3 separate regions of the Zea mays genome follow, and all the other regions are linked to region 1. Evidence: chromatin contacts called from public Hi-C data. All regions are on one chromosome and are shown on one strand. Each heading gives the region's core, a stretch centred on a gene start, on an enhancer-like site or on the middle of the called end of the contact. The rest is flanking DNA. Distances are from core to core; before and after follow the strand shown.

Region 1 (4,958 bases), core at 1,546-4,045:
AGAGTGATTCTAAATGATTCTCAAGTAGAAGTGAATATATTTGACAAAAACTGTTTGCCAAATTATGCGTGAAGTGATTCCTGATGGGTTGGAGTGTGGAGAGCAGGTTGAAAGCAGCGGGAAGCATGTTTTTTTGGCTCCCACTCTCTAGTAGAAAATAGAGACTAGATTCACTTCACTCTCACCATGGAGCAACTCAGTTTCTAGCCGTTTGGCTTTCTAGAAGTGAGAAATTTGCTGTTTTGCCACTCTCAAATTTGGCTGCCTGTTATTATGCCATCCCGTGTCTATGACTGGTGGGACCGTCTGTGTCTATGATTTGTGGGTCCGATGGCATACTGGCGAAGCCCACAAATGATAATGGCAAAATTGCCAATGGCTCTTCTAGAAGTGATTCTCGCTGGGAGCAGAGCTGTGAAAGCTCTCCCAAACGCTCCCTAATTATTCCATGATTTGCTAATGTGATGCTACAGTAAATATTTGTTGATGATAGATTAGACTTAAATTTTTTATATCATTATTTAGTCTATATAATTATTTTTGTAATTAGACTATATTTAATACTCATATTTGGCATTAGGGTTAAGGATTAAGATCGTTAAGAAAAAACGTCTGCCCTTGAGCTAAGGGTTATGAACTTTAAAGGTTGTAGAATGTTAAATTTCAATTCAAATAGTGTAGTCATTTAAGTAGATTTCAATTCCTCAAAAACCAAAAGACAGTAAACGGATGTACACAGCCCCTAATAACCCTAAGGCCCCGTTTGTTTCGTTGGAATTGAATTCCATTTTAATAACTATAATTTGGACAAAACTAATTAAGTTCATATATTTATATATGTAATATATTTGAATATTATCCTAAATCATATGAGAGAGATAGTTATATACTACATTTATGTTATATCGAAGCAAGTAGAAGAGTGTGCTATAAGTTGTGCATCGGAAAAATAGTATGTAAATCTATAGAATCAATTTCCATCTCTCACCCCATGAATTTGAGATAGGCTAATATGATAACTTTGGAAAGTAGTGGAATGTCACATTCTAAAAAAATAGCCTATTCCATTAGTAAGATTCTAATTTCTCAAAATGAAAGGAAACAAACGGGGCCTAATAAAAAAACGAAGTTCGACAACAGTCCTAGATGATCCATGATAACTATATATATTGCCGTTACCTTGGCTTATCGGTTCTCTAGACCCTAGCTAGTCACTGAAATTATTTGCCAGGTCTTTGCCGAAATAAATTATAGGCTGATGCTGACATTTGGCATGCATGGTAGTGTGAGCAAATGCTTGTTAAGGACTCAAGATGTCATCACAAAGAATTCAATAAAAAAACTATATATATAGAGAGAGGTCTGTTTCCTGCGAGCATGTATAGAACGAAGTTCTTTTTCTATTATGAAGGAACGAAGCTATTTTGAACCAAAAAAAAAACAAGAAAACATGCATTGATGAATGAACTTCAAGAACGACTTCTACATCATAGTCATGTAAGTGGAACCCTGGGGTTGTTGATGATGATTACAACCTAGCCGCTCTCTCTTTTATGCTAACGATATGTTTATTTCCCTTCTAAATTATATAAATTGGATTATGATGAAAGGATAGGTAGATAAAATATTATTTTGGAACCTAGCTTATTTATGGTTCTAAAGTAATATTTTTCCTACTATTATTCTACTAGAATCCAGTTTATATATAATCTATGAGAAAAAACAAACAGAGCCTAAAAGTGGCACAACACAATTCAAATGTCCATCTTCTAGTGCCACATCTGACTCTTATGTGAAAAGTGCCATCATGATGCCGCTATCAAAATGCAACTTTTGTTCAAAAGAAAACCACACTACGTACTATCACGGCTATCTATCGATCACAAAGAAACCCACCAGATGAGGACCCGTGTACTATGGTGCTGTCATGAGTGCACGCATAGCAACAAGCCCAGAGCTGTGCCGGCCTTGTCGGTGATGTAATTAACGCAGACAAACGGAATATGTGCACACACATATATATATTTATATATTGATGTAGATGGCAATGATGAGGACACACACACTGTCAAAACATGCCTGCATTTTTGTCACCAAATCATGCCACACTGCCAGCCCTTTCTGGCCAAACAAAAAAGGCTAGGATAAGATAAGGATTTATTTGAAGCTAAGATCCGTGTGTGGGCCATGATGATTGACTGACAGAATAATGCCCTAAATTAGTGCATGATTTGTTTGATATATAGGGATTACGTACCAAAGAAATATATAGACAGCACACGTTTGAAATTTCAGGTTTAGATAATGTGTACATATATATGATGGTAAATCTGTTAAATTATTGTGTAAAGATCTGTTTATTGGGCATGCATGATGCTGTGCTCAGCTTATTATTATAAAGGGGTCGGTATGTTAATTAATCAATTCAACTGTGGTTAACTGAATGTAATTTAGTACCAAATTCACCTGATGATTTTCGTCGCACAGCTGGGAACGGCCTGCTGCATGAGGCCCCCTCATCAGCTGGGAAAGGCAAAAATGCATAGAATATAGCTAAATGAAAAGAAAAGGCGCACGCACCAGTCACCAGTCTCACCACCCACCAGCCAACGTAAAATTGATCATTGACCAGTTCGCCGAGTACTTCTTACGGTTTTGCCCCTACACTTGCGCCGGGCCCACATGCCAGCCGGTACTAATTGGTCTGCGCCATGCCACTCTGGCACTCTGCCCTCTCTCTTCACCTGAGACTGAGAGCGCTGAATAATAAGCTCACTCACACACACTCGCCCTGCAAACGAGCGAGCATCCTCCATGTCCAGGCCGCTCTCTTCCTTCTGCCTCCACCGGATCAGGTCCGGCGGCACCGCGTCCACCGCCGCGCCTCCATCGATATGCGCCAACAAGGACGACGGCGGCGGCGGCGGCGGCGGAGAGAGCAGGTCCCTAAAGGATGGCAAGCAAAAGGACGAGTGGGAGGAGGCTAACGAGAAGGGCAGCGCAGAGGCCGTCGTCGTGGGGAGGAAGGTGATGGTGGCGGCGGCGGACGGCGGCGGCGAGGAGGCCCGCACGGCGCTGCAGTGGGCGCTGTCGCACGCCGTCCGGCCCTGCGACACGGTGGTCCTGCTCGACGTCGCCAGCGGCAAGAACCGTACGTGCGTAAGCTGCGTGTGACCAATAACCATCTATTTTAAGTCCTGCTGGTTACAGTACAGGCTCCGTCGCGTGCTTGAAAACAGAGGGAGATGGCTCTTCCTTGTTTTTGTTGCGTGGTCGTCTCGATCAGGACGCGATCCGAGAGGGAGTCCGCACCTGGAGGCCTTGAGGAGCATCTGCCAGGCCAAGAGACCAGAGGTAACTAACCAGCACCAAAATTAGCTGAAGACATCCTCTAGCTAATAGTTTAGATATGAGATATTGTTTAGCAAATTAACTAATATTTAACTAGCTGATTACACTAGCAATTTTTTTAGCTAATTAGTTTTAGTGCATTCAAACATCACCTAACTAAATGTGACGTCAAAGATTAAGATTGGCATTGATGTTGGCGTTCCAAAGCTACAACTGGTACGCATTCAATGGCTTAGCGACTGTCGAGTCCCTGATCTGATGGCATCCATCCCATAGCCCATAATAACTGTACCCTGGTCCTTCCTCCTCCCAAATAATTGACCTCTTTGGGATGGTACAACAAGTAGTATGTGTTGAACAAGTTGCGTTCTCTTTGGTGCGTACATGCAACAGAATCCAATTAATGTACGATAGTAAGATTCAGTTGTTGACGCATGGCATGTCTGCGTACCTACGATAACAAGTATTCTTGACAGATACTTATCGTGTTGCCTAATCAGTAAACAGTGGTGTTTCCAAACAAGGACCACTGTTTACTGATCCGTGCGATTCGTGGAAACGTCCAAGACTGTACCTTTCGTTGCTGGAGTAATGTGGAGTGACATCACAGATCTCTGAATCTGATGCTGTAAAACTCTTTGCCGACACCTCAGGAGGGTCACTCCATGGCATTTTTTTAACCTTTGGGTACCATATATAGACGAAGAAGTGTCCATCGAGCAGTGAGTTAGCAGATGGAAATTCCCGTATAAATAGAGACATACAGGTGGTAGGTCGTTGGAACGCCCACGAGACATGGCGTTCGTTCCATGTCAAACAGAAACAGTGCAAAGAAAAGAGGGGCGGGCCCTGTTACTGTCAGATCAAAGGGGAAAGAGAGATGCCAACAGCACAGAGCTGCCATCGCAAGCAAAGATCAGACAGCTAACAACGGGAGCGGGGGGGCAGCATGTGCTAATCATCAAAGGGGTACAGGCATGTCGTCCTAGACAGGATCGATCATGTCCCCCCACCCCATTTCCAGCTTGACTTGGAGGATGCCTCCTGGCTCCTGTGTGCCCAATGCAAGCTGCTGATAATGTGTTTGTTCTGCCAGGTGTGCGTGGAACTTTCGCTGGCGGAGGGCGGCAAGGACCGGGGGCCGGCGATAGTGGAGGCGGCGAGGAAGCAGGGCGTTTCGCTCCTCGTCGTGGGGCAGAAGAAGCGGTCCGTCACGTGGCGGCTGCTGTCCATGTGGATCGCCGGCGTCAAGGGCGGGGGCGGGGGCGGCTACACCAGCGCCGCCGACTACTGCGTGCAGCACGCGGCGTGCATGGCGCTGGCCGTCCGGCGCAAGAGCCGGCGAGGGGGCGGCTACCTCATCACCACCAGGCGGCAGAGGGATTTCTGGCTCCTGGCTTGACTATAGTGGAATAGCGAACGGAGTGGCTCAGGTTTATAGGCATAGTATTTATGGGCCGCAAAAATAATAATTAATGCAGTAGATTGCTGTGGGCTGTGTTTTGTTGCTGTTTTAGAACTGACATGATATCATGGATTGCGTTTTTGCAATAAAAATCAAGCAGCATAACTTGGAGTTGTGTGCCATCCATAAGACTTCCATTGTA
Region 2 (4,958 bases), core at 902-3,401, 230 kb before region 1:
GCTAACATCTTCATCAATATCCCATCACTCGTGCTCACTACTTGACCTTCCAAACTAACATCTTCCTCAGGTGTAGTAATGCCGAAGCCACATCTCATGTATACGATTTTAGTTCTATTGTGTCTAACCTTTAAACTTCAGTCTCCTACCTCAACTCTAGTTTCCTATTTACTTCCGCCCAACTTTCCTCAACTAGCGCTACATAGTCCGCAAAAAGCATACACCAAGGTATATCCCATTGTATGTTCCTTGTGACCTCATCCATCACCAAGGCAAAAAGGTAAGGGCTTAAAAATTACTCTTGATATAGTCCTATTATATGCGAGAAATCATTCGTATCCTCATCACTTGTTTGCACACTAGTCACAACATTGTTGTTCATATCCTTGTTGAGTCCAAGATATTTTGTTGGAACGTTACGTTTGTCTAAAACCCCACCACATAACATTTCTTGTTAATTTATCATAACCATTCTCCAAGTCGCTGAACACTGTGTAGGTTCTTCCTCCATCACTTGCCAAATTGGTTTATATAGATCCTCGTTATTCATCTGAGACAATGCTCAATAACTCTCTCACATACCTTTATAGTGTAGCTCATCAACTTAATTCCACAATAAAAAAACTCAGCCAGGGAGGGAAAGACCGCCCCCGATATTATATTAAGAAGAGACAGAAACATGATCCCGTCCAAAAAAATCCACGAACCCTAGCCCTCCATCACTAGCGGGTCGTCACCGCGCACTCTGCAACGGCCCAACCGGAGGTGGCGAGCAGGACGTAATCTTGTTTTTTTTATCCCTACGGGCATGCATCAACGCACTCCTCAAGTATCACTTTACAATCCAATCATACTTGTTTATCCTTTTTTCTTGTGAAGACAAAGTCAATCTAACTAGAACGTTGACCACTACTATAGGTCACTAAATAAGATTCTCTCTTTCTAAAGAAACTATTGGCTACGAACAGGTTAAAACCTACCGCAAAGTCCAAGACTTTTTCTTACTCCTTATTCCTACTCTTAGCTTATTGTAAAAAAAACATAAGACAAACATACCTAAAAGTACAAAGTTACCACATAATAATAACTCGTAGCAGCATAACATGAACTTTTGTTTGTGAGGATTATGTTATTCTGTCTTCCATATCTCCAAATTGAGAAAATACGGGAAGTCCAAAGGAACTAGTTTTGAGTGAACATAAATTCGTAAACACTACATGGGCACATCACATAAGTTCCCCGTCTTTTTTTTGTGTTAATTCCTCAAGTCACTGGATCAATAGCTTAGGTCCAAGCCGCTCACATTTATCTTTATAACACTACACTCGTATCATACTGATGCTGGCTCATTGCAGTAAAACAGCAACCTCGTCCTCGCCTTTGGATGTATAAAGTCTAACACAGTCTCGTGGAACCACAATAAACAAAGAATCCGATTTGCGAAAGTGGAACACAAAGTACCATCTTTTGCATTCCAGTTTACCAACTTCTGAATTCCGATTTTGTACAAATCAAAATTTCTGTTCCACAAAAGGCCAGCCAGTTTCATGTCACTGTATGAGGAAGAGTTACCTAGCTCGACAAGCCTATGCCAAAGAGGCACAAGGTCGCACAAAACTGAATCACATTGAAGCACTCAAAATCACACCCAGCTCAAGATCCCCTCTTGCTCTATGAGCAGTGAATTCCACAATTAAAGTGAAGGCGACCGAATCTACGCGCTCGGCCCTTCAGGGAGGGGCATCGGCTGAACCCGGATGCCGAGCATAGAGAGGGGAGGACAACCACAGGGGCTGATAGCCTGATGCAGCAACGACTGGACAGTACGTATGTATATACCTTAATGGTGCGGGCCTGGTCGGCGGCGAGGGAGGCCTTGGAGAAGATGTCATCGTCGACGAAGACAGCCTTCCGCCCGAGCATCTTCTGCAGCGCGTCCACGTTGGCGCCGAGCTCCCCCAGGTTCCCGATCGCGGCGCTCCACCGCTCTCCCGACGAGGACGCCGCCGCCGGGCCTCCGGATGAGGACGAAGGAGAAGGAGACCCCGATACCGCAGCGCCGTGTGCTGGGCCGACCGCGACGGCCGCGGACTTCTCCCTCTGCGCGGCCATGCTCACCGCCGCCGCCGCCACCGACCTCGGCGGAGTCGGCTCAGGTCCTCTTTTTCCGTTTGGGCCCGTAGGCTTGCCCGATACTGCAGACCGGGAGACACGGCCTCACCGCCCAGCCACTGACACTGACACTGCGATCAACTCGTATGTAGACCCCACATGCCATCGACGTTACGCGTAACCCCCGCCTAAAAAATATCCGTCCCCCACGCCGCAGCAGTTGAATAGCAAGGATCGAATGGACAGCTGATTGCTTGAGCCCATCGGACGGCCGCGTGGCTCCCAGGAGCCCTATATCACCATCCTTGCCCACCGCCTCCCCTCATCACCAGCGTCCGCCACCGCCGCCGCCTTTCGTACCGCGGCCCCTAAACCCCTTTCCTCGTTCCCCTCCGTCTCTCAGGTGCGCGCTTAAACCCTAGTAGCTATATATATTTTCGATTTATTGTTTCAGCCTGTTTTTCCATCGTGTTGATGCTACCCGTCGGGATGATGCGCCCCATGCCGCTAGCGTTGGCGATCCGTGTCCTTTTCGTTTCCTTGCGTCGTTAACTCGTTGGGGGCGATTGGGGAGTAGAAGTAGTGTGTTTTAGTGTTTATGATTTCGTGTATTGTTAGTTTGGACGTAGGTCGTTTATGGTGGTTCGCGCTCGTGCACGGCTCGGTGGTTAGGGTTTACCTGGATCCCCGCATTTTTTTCGTCTTCATCGCTCGGTTTCGTGGTTCCGAACTTCTACGATGTGTGATTAACTTCCTATTAGTACGCTGCTCTACTTTACTCGCGGCGTGTTTTTCTAGCATCCTTTTACGTTTGTAGCCATTTGGTCCACATGTTGTATGGGTCTTTATGGTGCACATGGAATGTTTTCGTTTTGTTTTCCTTCGATTAGAATGTTTAAATGGTGTATATTAGGTAGCTGTAGTCAACTACTGTTTAACACCCAAGCTTCTGCTGTTTCTTAGTCTATTTCTTGATGCCACAGCACTCAATATCCATGTCCCCATGAATAATAAATTCTCAGATCAGTGTTATGAAAACTTTTTTTTATTTTGTTACCATGTCAAAATTAATGACCATCTCCATTACTATCATCATACAGTAGTGCCTCTGTTTATACTTGAAATTTGAATCCTCGCTACAGTTATGTTTTTTTTAAATATTGAGCACATTTTTTATGCTTCAAGCAAGGCAGTGGTGCATGTTTCCTTCATCCTCTGTTATAACAAGATGGTGGGCAACTGTTTATTGCCCCTTTGGTATCAATGCCTGTTAGAGCATCTCCAACGATGCCTCAAATTTGTGCCTTAAATTGAAAAATATGAGGCTCTATGTAGTAAAAACTACTCCGTGCCTCATTTAATAAAATTTGGTTAAAAAATTATACCGTAGTGTGCTGTACTATAATCTAGATTTGATGCTTTACTATTCGAGCGGAATGTTTTGTTGGTGCCCTAAATTCTATAAAATATACTCATTTTTAAATTATAGGGCATTTTTATAGATTACGTTGTTGGAGATGCTCTTACAAACTATAACTATTGCAGTAAACTTTTTCTACCAATTGTAAGGTAGCCGTTCATTTAGTTATGTCTGATTAGAACATTTATTCGTGGTGAACTTAGGACAACCTATTTTTTACCATCTTTATGGGGTGGCTGGCACACAAAATGACATGTCAGTGACTCAGCTGTCATTGACTCATGGTTTAGGGCCGCCATCCATAAATATGACAAATAGTTAAATTTACATGACCTGCCCTTTCCATTTTGGATGTGTATTGGATTATCTGTTGATATCTCAGAATCTTGCCCTGTTGCAGTTAGGCACAATGATGCTAGCTAATAAGCTTGGTGGTCTGCTCAAGAATGCTACGAGTTCAAATATGTCTGTCTACCAAGCAATCAGATGCATGTCATCATCCAAGCTTTTTGTTGGAGGTTCTAGCCTGTTTATAATTTGTATCTGCTTTCTCAAAGTTCTTTGTCCTTGTATAGTTTCCTGATGGTTGTAAATATTGTTCAGGGCTTTCTTATGGAACCGATGATCACAGTCTCAGAGACGAGTTTGCCAAATATGGACAAGTTATTGAAGGTATCATGCTCATTGCTGCACTTGCCTTAGCTCTTTTTTTTGCTGACCAGTTATGCCTCAATCTGTCCAGCTAAGATTATCCTTGATCGTGAGTCTGGGAGGTCCAGAGGTTTTGGCTTTATAACTTACACGTCTTCTGAGGAGGCTTCGGCTGCCATCACTGCCATGGATGGAAAGGTTAGTTCATACTTTGAAGGATTGTGATTTATCTGTTTTCGATTATCATGGTGGCATTATTTCATCATGTCTCAGTTAGGATATTGTTTATGACCTGCTAATTCTTGTAAGATTTGCATCCTCAGCATTAATTTAGGCTAATATATGCCAGAATCTATTAATCCTAACTGGTGCTATTGTCTTCTTAACTTTTATGCATTATACTAAAATAGGAGCTATGATAAATTTAGGGTGTTGATAGCTAGTAAGGGATTTTGAAATTTATAGTGATGCTGTGTTGTTTGCTATTCATGGTCATGGTATGTGGTTATACCATAACACTGAGCAATTTAGTTAAGTGTGTTACTAGTATGAATTCCAGTCAGTTGTAATTTGTATCTTGGGCAGCACTAATGAGTTACTACCCCTGTCCCAAGAAACTTGACATTCTAATTTTTTTCTAAGTCAGACTATCTTGAGTTTGAGTAAGTTTGTACAAAAAATTCTGAGACTCATATTACCAGATAAATACAATTAATTTTTTCATGTAACATTTTCATATTATATCTATTTGGTCATGTAAATTATGACAAACTTT
Region 3 (4,958 bases), core at 958-3,457, 160 kb before region 1:
CGGTCGATGAACCGGATGCGCCGCGACGAAGCCCTAGACGAGACGAACACAGTGGTATCCTTTGATTCCACAGATGATGCACAGATTGGGAGTAATTGCTCGCTGGAGTTGGAACCGCTCCGAACTTCGGCGAGTAATTCCGGGAGCTAGGAATCGAATTTGGGGGAAACCGTTTCGTACTCTAGAACGGGCTCAACGAGGAGAAGTCGGGCATGTATATATATCTAGGGTTCGGACGAGATGAAAATTTGATTTTACCATTTATAAAATTCGGAAAAGACCAGAAATCCAAATTTTGTGCTCAAAATATTATAGATGCTTCCAAAAATTCCAGAAAAATTCCTATAAATGTTTTGGCTCCTAATGAACTCAAAAACATACTTAGAGTTTCTAAAAACATTATTAATTACCTCAAATAAATAGATTTTGGTTTCTGGAAAATAGAAAAATACTCCAAAAATATGAAAATCTACCAAGTGCTTCTATAGGATAAACTAACATGTTTCAATCATATTTTGCACTTAGAAACACCGTGCAACGACATGAATGCAACAACCAAAGCGCCTCTAGGGCTCATTCCATTATGTTTATGCCAATATAACACAAAATAATTCTCCATTTTTGGAAAAAGAGAAGAAAAGTAAAGAAAGTAGAGAGTAACACCTAAATATGGTGGATATTAGGAAATAAATTTTATACCCCTAAATTTAGGGTGTTACACAATATGTTAAAGACCCGCCTGCTGAGGATACAAAGACTAAATCTATAACAATAACCAGTGCTATGGCATGTCAATATAGTAAAATGATGAAAATATACACTCTTAAATGTGAAACATTTCTACGTGAGAGGGAGCGATTAAAATCTAATTGTACATAAGATTGTATAGGAAATGGATCCAAATAAATAGGTGAATAGTGCGACCACAAGAATGGTCGCCATTCGTGGAATATTTAATCTGTATCATCTCGAGTTAACATTAAGCATATGGTTTAATTCTGTTATCCAAGTTCTTACCATTATTCATATATGTATTTGCTATTCATTCATTTATACCTGAATCATACCTTGTCTTACGACAAATGCTTTTCCTTAAATCATTGCTTGTCTCACATAAGGATAATCGAGGGAGAAGAATTTTAATCATCGATTGATAATGAGGGTAAATGATCCTTACACGACCTTCCTTCTCCAAAGTAGGGGATCTAACAACTTAATCATGTTATCCTATTGTTGTTCTTTCAAAATTTCGAGAGGTCCCAACAAAAACTAACAAACATAACAATCTAAATATGCATTGACGAATCAATCGAAAAGGTTCTACCATATTAAAATCAATCCACCAAAATATTATTAACCATTCAAACAACTAATTTTCACTAAAGCCACATAAATTGATGTCATTGTAATAATTTGTAAATCACTAGCGAAGTTTAAGCAAATTAGAGTACGTGTGCTTCTCATATAAGCACATCGTACTCGATCCAAGCTGTTGTGATTTGTCGATGTGGTACACACACTCCGCAAAATCAAATCAGAGATGTGTCTACCTTGTGGTGCATAGACTTAGGCCCTGTTTCAATTTCACGGGATAAATTTTAGTTTCCTACTAAACTTTAGCTATATGAATTGAAATGCTAAAGTTTAGCTCCTTGGGGTGTTTAGACTACTCTAATAAAGTTTAGCATATTGAAATAAAAAGACACTCATGCTCCTAATGCGGAGAGAGAATGAGGTTAGAGGGTATTGGTGGAAAATGGGGTTCCCTGGTCCACATTTAGCTCCTTTAAGCACCCCTTGAGCAGCATATGAGATAATATGTGCTAAATTTTATCACACCATCATTAGCTCTCATGTTTAGATCACCAAATGGCTAAAAGTAGCTAAAAAAGCTGCTAAAGTTTATCTCTTGAGATTGAAATAGAGCCTTATATCATATAATTTATTTATATATATATATATATATATATATAGTAAAATTATAAATTTAATTGGAACCATTGATTTTAGTTTTTTTAGGAAATGTATTTGCACCCTTACCTACCACCTATATCATTGAATGTGTATATATAGTAATAGTAAAAAAATGAAATCATTGGTTTTAGTTTTTTAAGGGAAGCATATGCACCCCTACCTCTACCTACCTGCCCCTGTAGTAAACCATCCATCACCATTTGGGCGGTTACTTTGTCAATGTCAAAAAAGGTAACGACGATGAAATCAATACCTGAGGGTGTGCAACGCAAGCTCCTCCTCCACCTCCACCCTCTAAAATAAGACGTTGCAGCCAACCAGGGGAGGCCCTCCGCGGTCCGTGGCTCCGTGCCATCCTCTCCTGGGCAGCGAGCAGTGGTGGCCGCGGGTTCCCCCGCCTCGTCCTCCCGGATCCGGCGACGAAGGTGCGTACCCTTGCCAAATCTGACCCCGTGCGTTGGCCCGCGCCATTCGCGCGATCCGGTAGAAATTTATTTCGAATTTCTAGGCGCGGAGTCCAGCAGTTCCGTGTCTAACTAGGACGGCCTGCCTGGTGCTGCGGCACAGTGCGCGGGTTCTCGCTGTTGTGGATCGGGGGAATGGGGGTAGGATCTTCGCCTGAATGTGTTGCTCGAGGTCTACGGAATGTGTCGGCCTTGGAGCATCGCCTCTGCCTAGACGCTGTGATCTGGGCTCGCAGTACGCGGATTCAGATCCCAAACCTGAAGATTTGGCGGGGATCTGTTGATGGCTTTGCCATAGTTACCTGTCGTGGATTCGGGATTAGGCTCAGAGATTCGCTGAATCTGTTTCTGAATTTGTGTAGTACACCGCATATTGAGTTGCTTTTTGTGTGTAAGGTTTTCTCTTGTCGGTGTCACGGCGAATGGAATTCATGTTGGAACAGTGCCGTTGCCCAATTGGCCTTGCGTGTGTCACTATAGATGGGAAATTCTATAGGTCATCATTTGTTGTTTGCTGCAGCTATCAGTGACTTACCTACCCATCAGGAGGGAGTTGAGGTGGATACATCAATAGGACCCGACCAGTTTCTTTAGCTGCGCAGCACTTCTCTCTTAACCAATAATTGAACAAAGCTTGTGTGGCACTAGTTTATTATTCCCTGTAGGTGGTTCAACGACATTGCTTAAAATATGTGCCTACCCATATGCAATCATTGTATGTGTATTATGTTATTGCAGACGTGCCTCTTAGCTTTGGTCACGAGCAATGCAAGCTAACAGCGTTTTTAGCCTCAATTTGAGTTCATTCTCCACTTAGATAGATGAGGACACTCGTTTGACACCACTGGACTCGCGACGCGGACAGATAGGCTGCTCTCGACTCCATATACAACGCGAGCACGGCCCGGCCAGTACCTTTTTTCTTGGTCCCACCATACATATTGCTTTCCCCATTGCAGTTGCAGCTTCCCATGCTCTTGCAAGCTTTAGATCAGCACCAATCCCCACCAAATTCCAGTCAAATCTGCCCCACCGACACCTTCAATCAATCATGCAGCCACTTAATTAGGCTTCTAACATGTAAAATATGTCTATCCCTTCATATCCTCTCCGGTAGATACTACTCCAATTATCCTCTGCGGAGCTGGCTCACTGCTGGCCATTGGGTCCTTGACCTGCGCACCTCGCTGGGATTGACCTTGTTGAGTCGACGAACTGCTCTAGCCCTTTCTTCCAAATTCTTGTGGTTATCGTTGCCGACATGTACGATTTGCTGGCATCGTTGGCCGGAAGCCATGGATGGAGACTGATTTGCTGTTAGTTGCTGCTCCATGTCCACCATCTCCTTGGTTTGCTGTTGTTCTCTTCTTGACGTGGTCCCACGACGCGAGCCCTGGCTGGTGCTTCGGCCTTCTGTCAGTTGAGGCCTATGCTGCTTCTGCAGGTCCTTCTTACACCCTGCAACACTACCGTTTGGTGTGCTGACATGGAAATTGGGGCAGCAGGACAGCTAGGTGTGTTGGGGACGCCCTTAGGAAATCGAGTCACACTAGATGCTGACAACAGAACAGCTCTACGGTAAAGTGTTTGTAGCTACAAATAAAAGAGCACCAGTGGAACTTCTTTTGGTTATTTTAAGCATGGATGTGTCTTTTGGAACATTATTATTGTGCTGCGTGCTGCTTGAGCTTTTTGCTTCCTCTGGGGATAACACTTTCAGCATTTGAAACTAATTTTGCAGATTAATTGAATAACTTCGATAAGATGGGTCGTGGTATTAGCAGTGGGGGTGGTCAGAGTTCCTTGGGCTATCTCTTTGGCAGTGACGAAGCTCCAAAATCATTTGAGAAGCCTGCACCAGTTCAAAAGCCAACTCCTCCATCCTCTGCAGAGAGACTAAAAGATATCGCTGCTGGTATTCAAAGTAGTAAATCAAACAATTACAAAAGATCTGAAGGCCAGAACTGTGGAAATTTCCTTACGGTCAGTATCCAATGACACCTGTGAACATTTTGATTATGCTATTTTGGAGCACCAGTTGAGTGCTGTGCAGGTGGAGCAAGAAAAAGTTTATACTTGCTCTCATTCATAGTTTGTTCTTAGCCTATGATCTAGAAGTACTTGTTTAGGTTTTGCTGCAAGAAGCACCCTTCATAATATGATTACGGTGCTGTGTTCTGTATTTACATTAATATGACATGGAACATGGTTATGATGACAAGTTCTCTCTACTGATCTCACCTTGTTGTACTTCTATGGTTTGCCCTTCTTCTCTGTGGTAGATGAAGTCATACTAAATCATTTGCAGTTATAAGAGCCTGGTATTTGACATTATGACAATAAATACTTGTAGCATTTTATCGGAATCATGGTTGTTAATCCTATAGTATGTCATTAGTGCCAGCCAGAATAATCTCTGTTGTCTGTTGGTATGTGTTGAGCTTTGGTAATTTAACAAGAGTTCTACTTGTGGGTTTACAATTTACTTGTGCTTTACAGTAATCCAAACTTCCAAACTTG

The links. Hi-C and Micro-C count contacts between places; a contact is called where the count stands out from the background.
Region 2: a Hi-C map of ear shows a contact between it and region 1, with 2.1 times the contacts expected there. The contact joins the promoter of LOC100382621 here to the promoter of LOC100278265 in region 1. A contact is called at or near these places in 3 of 25 Hi-C or Micro-C datasets (ear, leaf and tassel).
Region 3: a Hi-C map of ear shows a contact between it and region 1, with 4 times the contacts expected there. The contact joins the promoter of LOC100283951 here to the promoter of LOC100278265 in region 1. A contact is called at or near these places in 3 of 25 Hi-C or Micro-C datasets (ear, leaf and tassel).

Annotation. Positions count from the first base shown.
Region 1 is chr10:17,844,338-17,849,295 of Zm-B73-REFERENCE-NAM-5.0, forward strand. LOC100278265 reads left to right here and starts at 2,796. Exons shown (of 3, transcript NM_001294252.1): 1 at 2,796-3,151; 2 at 3,287-3,354; 3 at 4,448-4,921. The coding sequence starts at 2,815. The coding sequence ends at 4,753.
Region 2 is chr10:17,615,609-17,620,566 of Zm-B73-REFERENCE-NAM-5.0, forward strand. LOC100382621 reads right to left here and starts at 2,152. Exons shown (of 3, transcript NM_001175346.1): 1 at 1,840-2,152. The coding sequence starts at 2,112. It overlaps LOC100284207 (glycine-rich RNA-binding protein 7), which reads left to right and starts at 2,335. Exons shown (of 5, transcript NM_001254914.2): 1 at 2,335-2,515; 2 at 3,933-4,050; 3 at 4,136-4,204; 4 at 4,275-4,381. The coding sequence starts at 3,942.
Region 3 is chr10:17,683,011-17,687,968 of Zm-B73-REFERENCE-NAM-5.0, forward strand. LOC100283951 (nitrilase-associated protein) reads left to right here and starts at 2,208. Exons shown (of 3, transcript NM_001156849.2): 1 at 2,208-2,399; 2 at 4,180-4,421. The coding sequence starts at 4,203.